Regions from separate parts of the Mus musculus genome. Here region 1 is linked to region 2. The links are chromatin contacts, called in public Hi-C maps. All regions are on one chromosome and are shown on one strand. Each heading gives the region's core, a stretch centred on a gene start, on an enhancer-like site or on the middle of the called end of the contact. The rest is flanking DNA. Distances are from core to core; before and after follow the strand shown.

Region 1 (3,780 bases), core at 464-2,963, 4.3 Mb after region 2:
ATCCCTACCACCCACCCACCCACCCACCCACCCACGCGCACACACGCACGCGCGCGCGCGCACACACACACACACACACACACACACACGGGTGGGCGGGCGCTCAAACGCTGCCTCTAACCCCACGCCCTCCATCCCTTCTCCCCTCGCCCCGCAGTCGCCCCTACCTGCTTTAGACCCGTTGGCCCCGTTGGCCTCGAAACCCAACAACCTGCCTGCTGCAGTCAGAGCCGGCTCCTTCTTGAACTTGCTCTCGAAGGGCCCCGAGTGGCCGTGCTGGTGCAGCGCCAGGAGCGTGTCCCGCACCGTCTTAGGCCTGCTGGCCCAGTCCTGCTCCCCGGGCGCGCGGCCTTTGCCTGCACCCTCGGCGCTCAGCTCGCTGGCCCCGGCCGCGCTGGATAAGCTGTCGGCCGGACTCCGGTGCGCGGGCTGCGCCTTCTCCTTGCTCGGCTCGCGCGCCTCGTGCTCCGCCGCCGCGCTCGACACAGACGCCGGGCGTTTGTGGGTGCCCAACTCGGCGGGCTGAGCTCCCAGGCCCGGTGTTCCGCTCACCGCGGCCAGTGTGGCCGCAGCACGGCCGCTCAACCCCAGCGCGGCAGAACCGTTGACCAGAGGCACCAGAGTGGGCGGAACGGCGTGTGCACGCCGAGGGTTCGGGCTCTGGCGATTCAGCTCCGGCGGCTCCTCCAGTTTGGAGAACCCGTTGGGCACCAGGATGCCGTTCGCCGGCGCGGACTGCTGCGCGGCCGACTGTGGGAGGCCTGCACCCGCACGCGTGCTGAAGTCGGAGGCCAGGCGCGGGGCACGATCCGGCGCCAGCGGGTAGCGCTCCATAGCCTGAGCGCGCGCGGCCTCGGCGCCCGCGTGGCCCAGCTGCGGCGGCGGCTGCAGCAGTAGGTCCTTGGCCGACAGTGGCGGTGGCTTGGCGGCTGCGGGCTGTGCACCGGTCGGGGAGCGGCCCTCCGGGAAGCAGCCGTGAGCACGCTTCAGCTGGCGGGCCGTCTCGATGACGAACTCCACGCGGTCGGCTCCCTCGTAGTTGACGCAGCCGCGGCACACGGGCTCCGTGAAGTCCCAGATCATGGCCCAGGGCATGCGGGGCAGGTCACACAGATAGCACGACTGGCGCCGAGAGGCGGCCGCCACCGCCACCGCCGCGGCCATGTCCGCACAGCCCGCCGCGCCGCAGGAGGAGCCGGGTGAGGGGACGCCGCCGCCCCCCGTGGATCCCGCGCGCGCGCGCCGGCCGGCCCAAGCCCGCGTCTGCGCGACTAGCGGCGGCGGCGGCCGCAGGCGAGGAGGCGGCGGCGGCAGAGCCCGGGCCGGCGCGGCGCCCGCGCGGCGCCCCCGGGGCACGAGGGGCGGCGGGCGCGCGGCGGGGCGCGCCTGCAGGTCCCCACGGGCGGCGGGGCGGCGCGGCGCGCGCGGGGGCGGCGGCTCGGCCGGGGCCGCGGGCTGGGGCCTCCAGACCGGGGCAAAGACGGGCCGCGAGCGCAGCAGGTCGCGCTGGCGCCCGGGGCGCAGAGCCGCGCGAGGTACGGGGGACGCGGGGCAGCCGCCGGGGCAGCTCAGCCCGAGCGGCGGGGCATGCCGCGCGCGGCGGCGTGCAGCTCGGTCCCGGGCCCCGGCGCGGCCGCTGCACAGCACCCACTGCGCCTCAGCTCCTGCGCCGCCGCTGTTGCTGCTGCTACCGCCGCGGCCGCTCCACTTCTACAGACTTGATTCTTCGACAGCTCTGCACGGCGCCTGCGCGGCCCCCTCCCTCCCTGGCGCGCGCGGCCCCGTGCGCCCGCCCTCCTTCCCTCCCTCCCTCCCTCTGCGCTCTCTCGCGCGCCACCCTGGATTCTTCCGTTTCTCGATCGCGTGCGCGCCGGGACTGAGGCGCAGACCAGTTCACGCGGCCCTAGCGCCGCAGGTGTGCAGCTCGCGTCCCCAAGAGTCCCGTGTCACCCCGCCTACCCAGCCAGGATGCTCCAACCCATGGCCCTGTTCTTTCGATTAAATCGTGCAAACTGTTTTATTTTACATGCAATGCCACTTTATCACTTGGTTACTGGCAGCCTCCTGAGCATGGAATTTGGAGCATAGCGAGGCGCACTTTGGACTTTTCCTTGTTAGCGTCTCACTTGGCTTCAGCTGGGCGCGCGCACGCTATCAACACTCTGCCCTGTTTTGGTCGAGGAAGCAACTACACACTGCCGCTGCCCCTTTAAGTTTTACAAAAACTTAGTGCTCAGGCAGGCCCGGCCTCTTTTGCGCGTGCACTGAAAGGAGGACGCACAGGCCCGAGGCTCCTCAGGCGCCGCCGCCCAGCGTCTTATGTAGGTCTGTGCAGCGAGCGCGTGACGTGGGCAAGGGACGCTGCCACTGCGCAAACTCCACATAAGACGTGCCCAGCGCCGCGGGCCCTGGGGCCGCGCCGAGCTAGTGCACATTCCAGGGATCTGGGCTCTGCAGCGCACCGCGTCACGGCTCAGGACCCGCCCCCGGTCTCTGGCTAGTAGGCCCTGCCCCACCGCCTCCGCGGGGCCGAACTTCGAGTGGCCAACTCTGGGCGCGCGCTGTCCCCTTTGCGCCTAGGGCGTGCGCTGGCGGGTGGACTTGGCTGTCTGTTGTACCATCCGGCTTAGCCCAGTGGGCACAGACGCGCCTGGCAGCATCGCTTCGTTGTTCCCTTCCACGCTGGGCAGTGAGGGCTGCCCAGAGTGGACGGAACACCGAATTGTACACTTTGGTAGGGAGCAGGGACTGGTGTGTGCTGTCAGTGGTCGGTCAGTCAGGCTCTGATTTGAGACCTACTACTCTGAGTAAGAGCCGCTTTTGCTTTTGTGGTGAACAACGCAGGTCCACCTCTCTCCCCAAGATTGGAATGGGCTGGTTAAGTGTGGGAAGAGCAGGGTACTAAGTACATTAGCTTTCCTACAACTGGATTGGAAGGTGGAAAGGGAGGGGGGAAAAATCTGCTGACCTTTTTTTCTCCGGTGGCTGCTATTGAAAAATGCCAGGTTGCTTCAAAGAATAGCCACAAGAGGAAACACGCCCCACAGAGAAGCAGCCCAGAGAGCTGTTTAGAGCACAAGAATAAACCTGTTGGAGGTGGCACAGAAAGCTTAGCGCCAGATGCCAAGGGCGTCCACAGGCTAACCTTGAACGTCTCTCTCGGGGCTTTCCAGAGAAGGTACATCTGTGTCAAGGGCCTCCCCAGCTCCCCTTCCAGTCACAAGCCTGCCTCACCCTCTCCAAGCCTGGAATGGGGCCTACCCGGATCCATTCCCAGAAGCAGCTGGTGCCAGCTGGTTTGGGCACCTGCTCCAGGACCTGTCAGTCTGGTCACTCTCTTCCAAGACCCTGTGTCACTCATCTGAGCACGTGATTTTGACCGTGCAGAACCTGAGTGGAGGAGATGAAGCTGCCCTGACTGCAGAGTCATCTCAGTGCCCTGAGAGATGGCCCACTAGGCAGACACAGAAACATTAAAACAAAGCAGAACCTCCCTTGAAAGCCTGGCCTGATTGTACTCGGTCCACCTGCCAGCAGCCCACAATGCCCTCTCCAGGGAAAGCCGCCACTACAACCCAAAATAGAATTGCCGAGGTACATACAATGTCTGCCTTGAGAAATGCGAAGTGGAGCTTCTCCAAAAGACCGGCATTTCCTTTGTATTTCACACTGGCTTCATGTTGAAACTGAGCTGTTAGAGCTGTGCGCAGGGGGGGCGGGGGGGGGGAGCCTCCCTCCACCCCCTCCAGATGCCTGCCTGCTGGAAAATGGAAAGGCTAT
Region 2 (3,753 bases), core at 424-2,923:
GGTAGGTGGGGGACCATGTGTCTTCTCTGTGGAGACCTTTCTGATTCTCTGTGTGCTATGAAGAGAGGCAGTAGACATCAACGGTGCCCATTTGGTTTGCTTTGGATGAGGACATGACCCCATCCGAAGCTGCGTTGATCTTGTGCATGTCTCAAGTTTCAATATCCTCACAGAACAAGAGGCACATTCTTGACCTGGGTCTGGAGCACACTGCGTGGGCACTGGAAACCTGCCTCCTTAGGCTGTGACAGCAGAGGAAGCTGGGGGAATGGGGGAACACCTCCTTGGCAGATGTTCACTGTGGCATCGGCTGCGGTTAAACAAGGCCAGCTGACCTCTGGCTCCTCCCGGATTTCCGGGCAGGTCTGAGTTCAAGAAGGAAAAACCTGAGGTTCCCTCCCCTCCCCTCCAATTAGGCATAAGACTGAACCACTTGAGGCTACCCACAGTCATCGGAAGCTGCAAATCTCATACTGAAGCTTCCTTCTGGATCAGAGTCTCTGTCAACTTTCAAAGTCCAGCAAAAATTTAGTGTCCAGGCCTCGGGCATCCAGACCCCACTGCTGGCTCCCTGAAAGGCACAGCTTCAAGGGGCAGCACAACTTAAGCCATGGGGGCGGAGCTCCAGAGCGGAGGGGCAGGGCCAGACAAGCTAGGGGCCTGTGCCGCGGGGCTGCTGCACAGGTCTCCAAGGGGCAGAACAGGTCTCCAAGTCCTAAATAGGCCTGCGGACATAACCTCAGGAAACTACAACTAACTAAGAAGGCTAGAGGTCTATCTAGAAACGAGGGTGGGAATTCGGGACAAGGCCGGCGCGACCTGGGGCCAGCCCAGGGGCCAGCCCGGAGGAGGTGAGGACAAAGCTGAGGATTGGACAGACGTGGGCAAGGCCTGTGTTGGGGGCGGGGAAGGACCAGGCCTGTGCGAAGGACTACGGAGCAGAGGCGGGGCCAGGGAGAAGGCGGGCCTACGGAGGCGTGGCGAAGGCAAAGAAGGAGGAGACGTGGGCGGAGCCAGCACCTGGAAGGGCGGGTTGTGGGCGTGGCCAGCAGGGTGGCAAGGAATACAGGGGCGGAGCCCGTGGGAAGGACTAGTAAAGGGGCGGGATCAGTTTGAGGACAGCTGAGGCTGTGCTCTTGTGAGGAGGACGAGCAAAGGGAGTCAACAAGAGAGTGTAGCTGAGGAGCAGGGTCACTGTGAGGGCGGGGCAGGGGCAGGGACAACGTGGGGAGGACAACTGATAGGCGGGATCAGGGTAATAAGGTTGCTGAGGGACAGGGTCGACGAAAGGAGGACGGCTGAGGAGCGGGGGTCAATGTGAGGAGGACGGCTGAGGGGCGGGGTCAACGCGAGGAGGGACGGCCGAAGGGCGGGACCAATGTGGGAAGAATCGGCTGAAGGGCGGGGTCAGCGCGAGGAGCACAGATGAGGGGTGGAGCCAGCGCGAGGACAGAAGGCCCGGCCCAGGCTGGGTGAGTACGCGGAAGTCGGTGCAAGCAGAGAAAAGACGAGCGCTAGTTTGGGGCGGGGCCAGTGGGAAGGACGGCCTGAGGGCGGGGTCAGCACGGGTGGGAAGGCGCTACCGCGGAGGACGGTCCGGGGCGTGGCGAGAGGCGGGGCCCGCCGCCAGCTACGCGAAGGCCCCGCCCGCCTGGCCAGCCTGCGGGGAGCGCCCTGGCGGCGGCCGCCGGTTCGCCGCTCGCGGCTCGCAGGTTCCATTGAGAAAAGCTGAGCGGCGGCGGCGGCGGCGTCTGCGCCGGAGCAGAGAAGCCGCCACCAGCCCGCCGCCCGCCGGGCAGTCCGCGCGCCCGAGCGCAGGGCCGTGGCCTCGGGCCTCCGCGGCGGCGCCGGCGGCCCACGCGCGGCGCGGCGGGCTGGGGGCGCGGGCCGAGGCAGCCGTGGAGCCCGCGGGCCGGGGGCATGAGCCGCCCCGCTACCCCGCCGCGCCCCTGCCGCCCGCCGCCGCCCGCCAGGGGCTAGAGGCGGCCGCCGCGAGGGCGCGCGGCGCCGGAGACATGTCCAGGAGGAAACAGAGCAATCCCCGGCAGATCAAGCGTGAGTCAAACTTTGCCCGTGGTGCCCGCCAGACCCCCGCTGGCGCCCCGCCGCCCCGCGCCGCCCCTGCGCGGCCGCCCAACCCCGCTGCGCCCGCGACCTTCACCCCGCGCCGCGCCCCCCGCGCCGAGTGCCAAGCGCGCCGTAATCTAATCTCTGCCGGCGGGCAGGGCCCCCGCGTCTCAGCATGGGCACCCAGGGGGTCCGGGCCCCAGAGAGGGTGGCGGGTCCCGAGAGCCGGAAGGAGAGTGTCTGGGGGCGCGGCTCCAGCAGAGCCGGGCCACCTCGCAGCCTGCACCTCCCCCGCATCCGAGATGGTGCGGCGATAGGGCGGCCCCGATCTGGGCTCAGATAAAGTTTAAAATATTCCATTCTGCAAGTCCCATCCTGATAAGATCGCTCTGTCGGGACGGGCTGAAATTGTGATCTTATCTGGCGTGCTTGACTCTCCCAGGCTTTGTATCTAGAGGCAGAAGGAGAAAGACCTGGGAGTAAGGGGGACTTGGGACTGCGGGGACCGGCCGGCGCCCACCGCAGCGCTTTGGCTGCAGAGCGACAAGGCAGCGGAATAGGTAGTGGAGGCTGCTCCAACCTAGGCATTTGGCACTGGCTGACCAAACCCCCTTTATCCGCTCCGGCTCTGGAGTTTTCGATCCGACCTCTGCCTGCTGGGGGACATGTGGAGATCCGACCCACCAACTGCCCCTAACAACGCTACACGAATGGATGCCCATGGGCACCGCTCTCTCCACCTCCATCCGAGGGGTTATCCTGAACCATCCAGGGACCTCAGGCACTCAAACGTTGTTCCCGAGTGAAGTTTCTCGCAGGTTCTCCCGTGGGCACTTTCCCGAGCAAGGCAGACCCTATAATCCTACATCATCCGTGCCCCCCTACAGTAAGACCCTCCTGGGCTCTTGGGGCTACCAGGTTGCGGGGCCTCTTGGCTGCTCTAGGAGCGAGTAAGCACACAGGAAGAGCTCCTCCCCACGCCACACCAATAATAACTTCGCGCCTCTCCCGGCAGGGCGCGGGGCTTCCTCCCCGGAGCTTCCCTTTGGCGAGAGCGACAGGTCATCTGGGCTGCCCAGGAGGTGACGGGAGGGGGGCTGGGCATCCGGCTTTCCAGCTCCAGACGCCTGAGCTACCTCCTCTGTCCACATCACACTGCCACCAGGACCAAGTGTGCATTTTAGCTTGTGAGAGTACCCCCTACTGAAGTGGGGGGGGACGGGGAGGAATCTGGGTTCTGGTAACCCGACTCCCCAAATGCGTGCTGGACCTGTTTTCCGAAAGTCTCCTTCTATCATGTCAGCTGAAGAATTAAAGCCACCCACAGGTCCCGATCTGTGCTGGTTCTCTGGTTTCTTTTTCCCCTCCTCGCCTGTGCGCCTCTGCTGGGTTCTGTTCTCGCGTGTATGTGTGTGTGCGTGAGCGTGAGCGTGTGCGTGTGTGTGTGTGTGTGTGTGTGTGTGTGTGTGTGTGTGTGTGTGTTTCAGTTTGATGAGAAATGCAGATAGCTAGGGCAGGGAGATCTCAGGTTGGGAACGGATCGCCAGCGCTGATAAGCCCGCAGGAGCCCAGCAGAGCCCAACCCACTTGGGTCAGCGAAACCCCATACTCTGAGATCTAGGACCGAGACTGTGCAGGAGAGCCCCTCCGATCCCCTCACAGTGCCCCACGACTCGAGCAGAAGAG

Evidence for each region. Hi-C and Micro-C count contacts between places; a contact is called where the count stands out from the background.
Region 1: a Hi-C map of B cells shows a contact between it and region 2, with 6 read pairs. The contact joins the promoter of Irf2bp2 here to the promoter of Zfpm1 in region 2.

The regions. Positions count from the first base shown.
Region 1 is chr8:126,592,273-126,596,052 of GRCm38.p6, forward strand. It overlaps Irf2bp2 (interferon regulatory factor 2 binding protein 2), which reads right to left and starts at 1,714. Exons shown (of 2, transcript NM_001164598.2): 1 at 168-1,714. The coding sequence starts at 1,164. Gm31546 (a long non-coding RNA gene) reads right to left here. Exons shown (of 2, transcript XR_388210.1): 1 at 3,603-3,780; 2 at 1,993-3,390.
Region 2 is chr8:122,280,468-122,284,220 of GRCm38.p6, forward strand. Zfpm1 (zinc finger protein, multitype 1) reads left to right here and starts at 1,674. Exons shown (of 10, transcript NM_009569.4): 1 at 1,674-2,055. The coding sequence starts at 2,016. The region is part of intron 1 of Gm39269 (a long non-coding RNA gene); the gene reads right to left. RefSeq lists an enhancer at 2,288-2,531.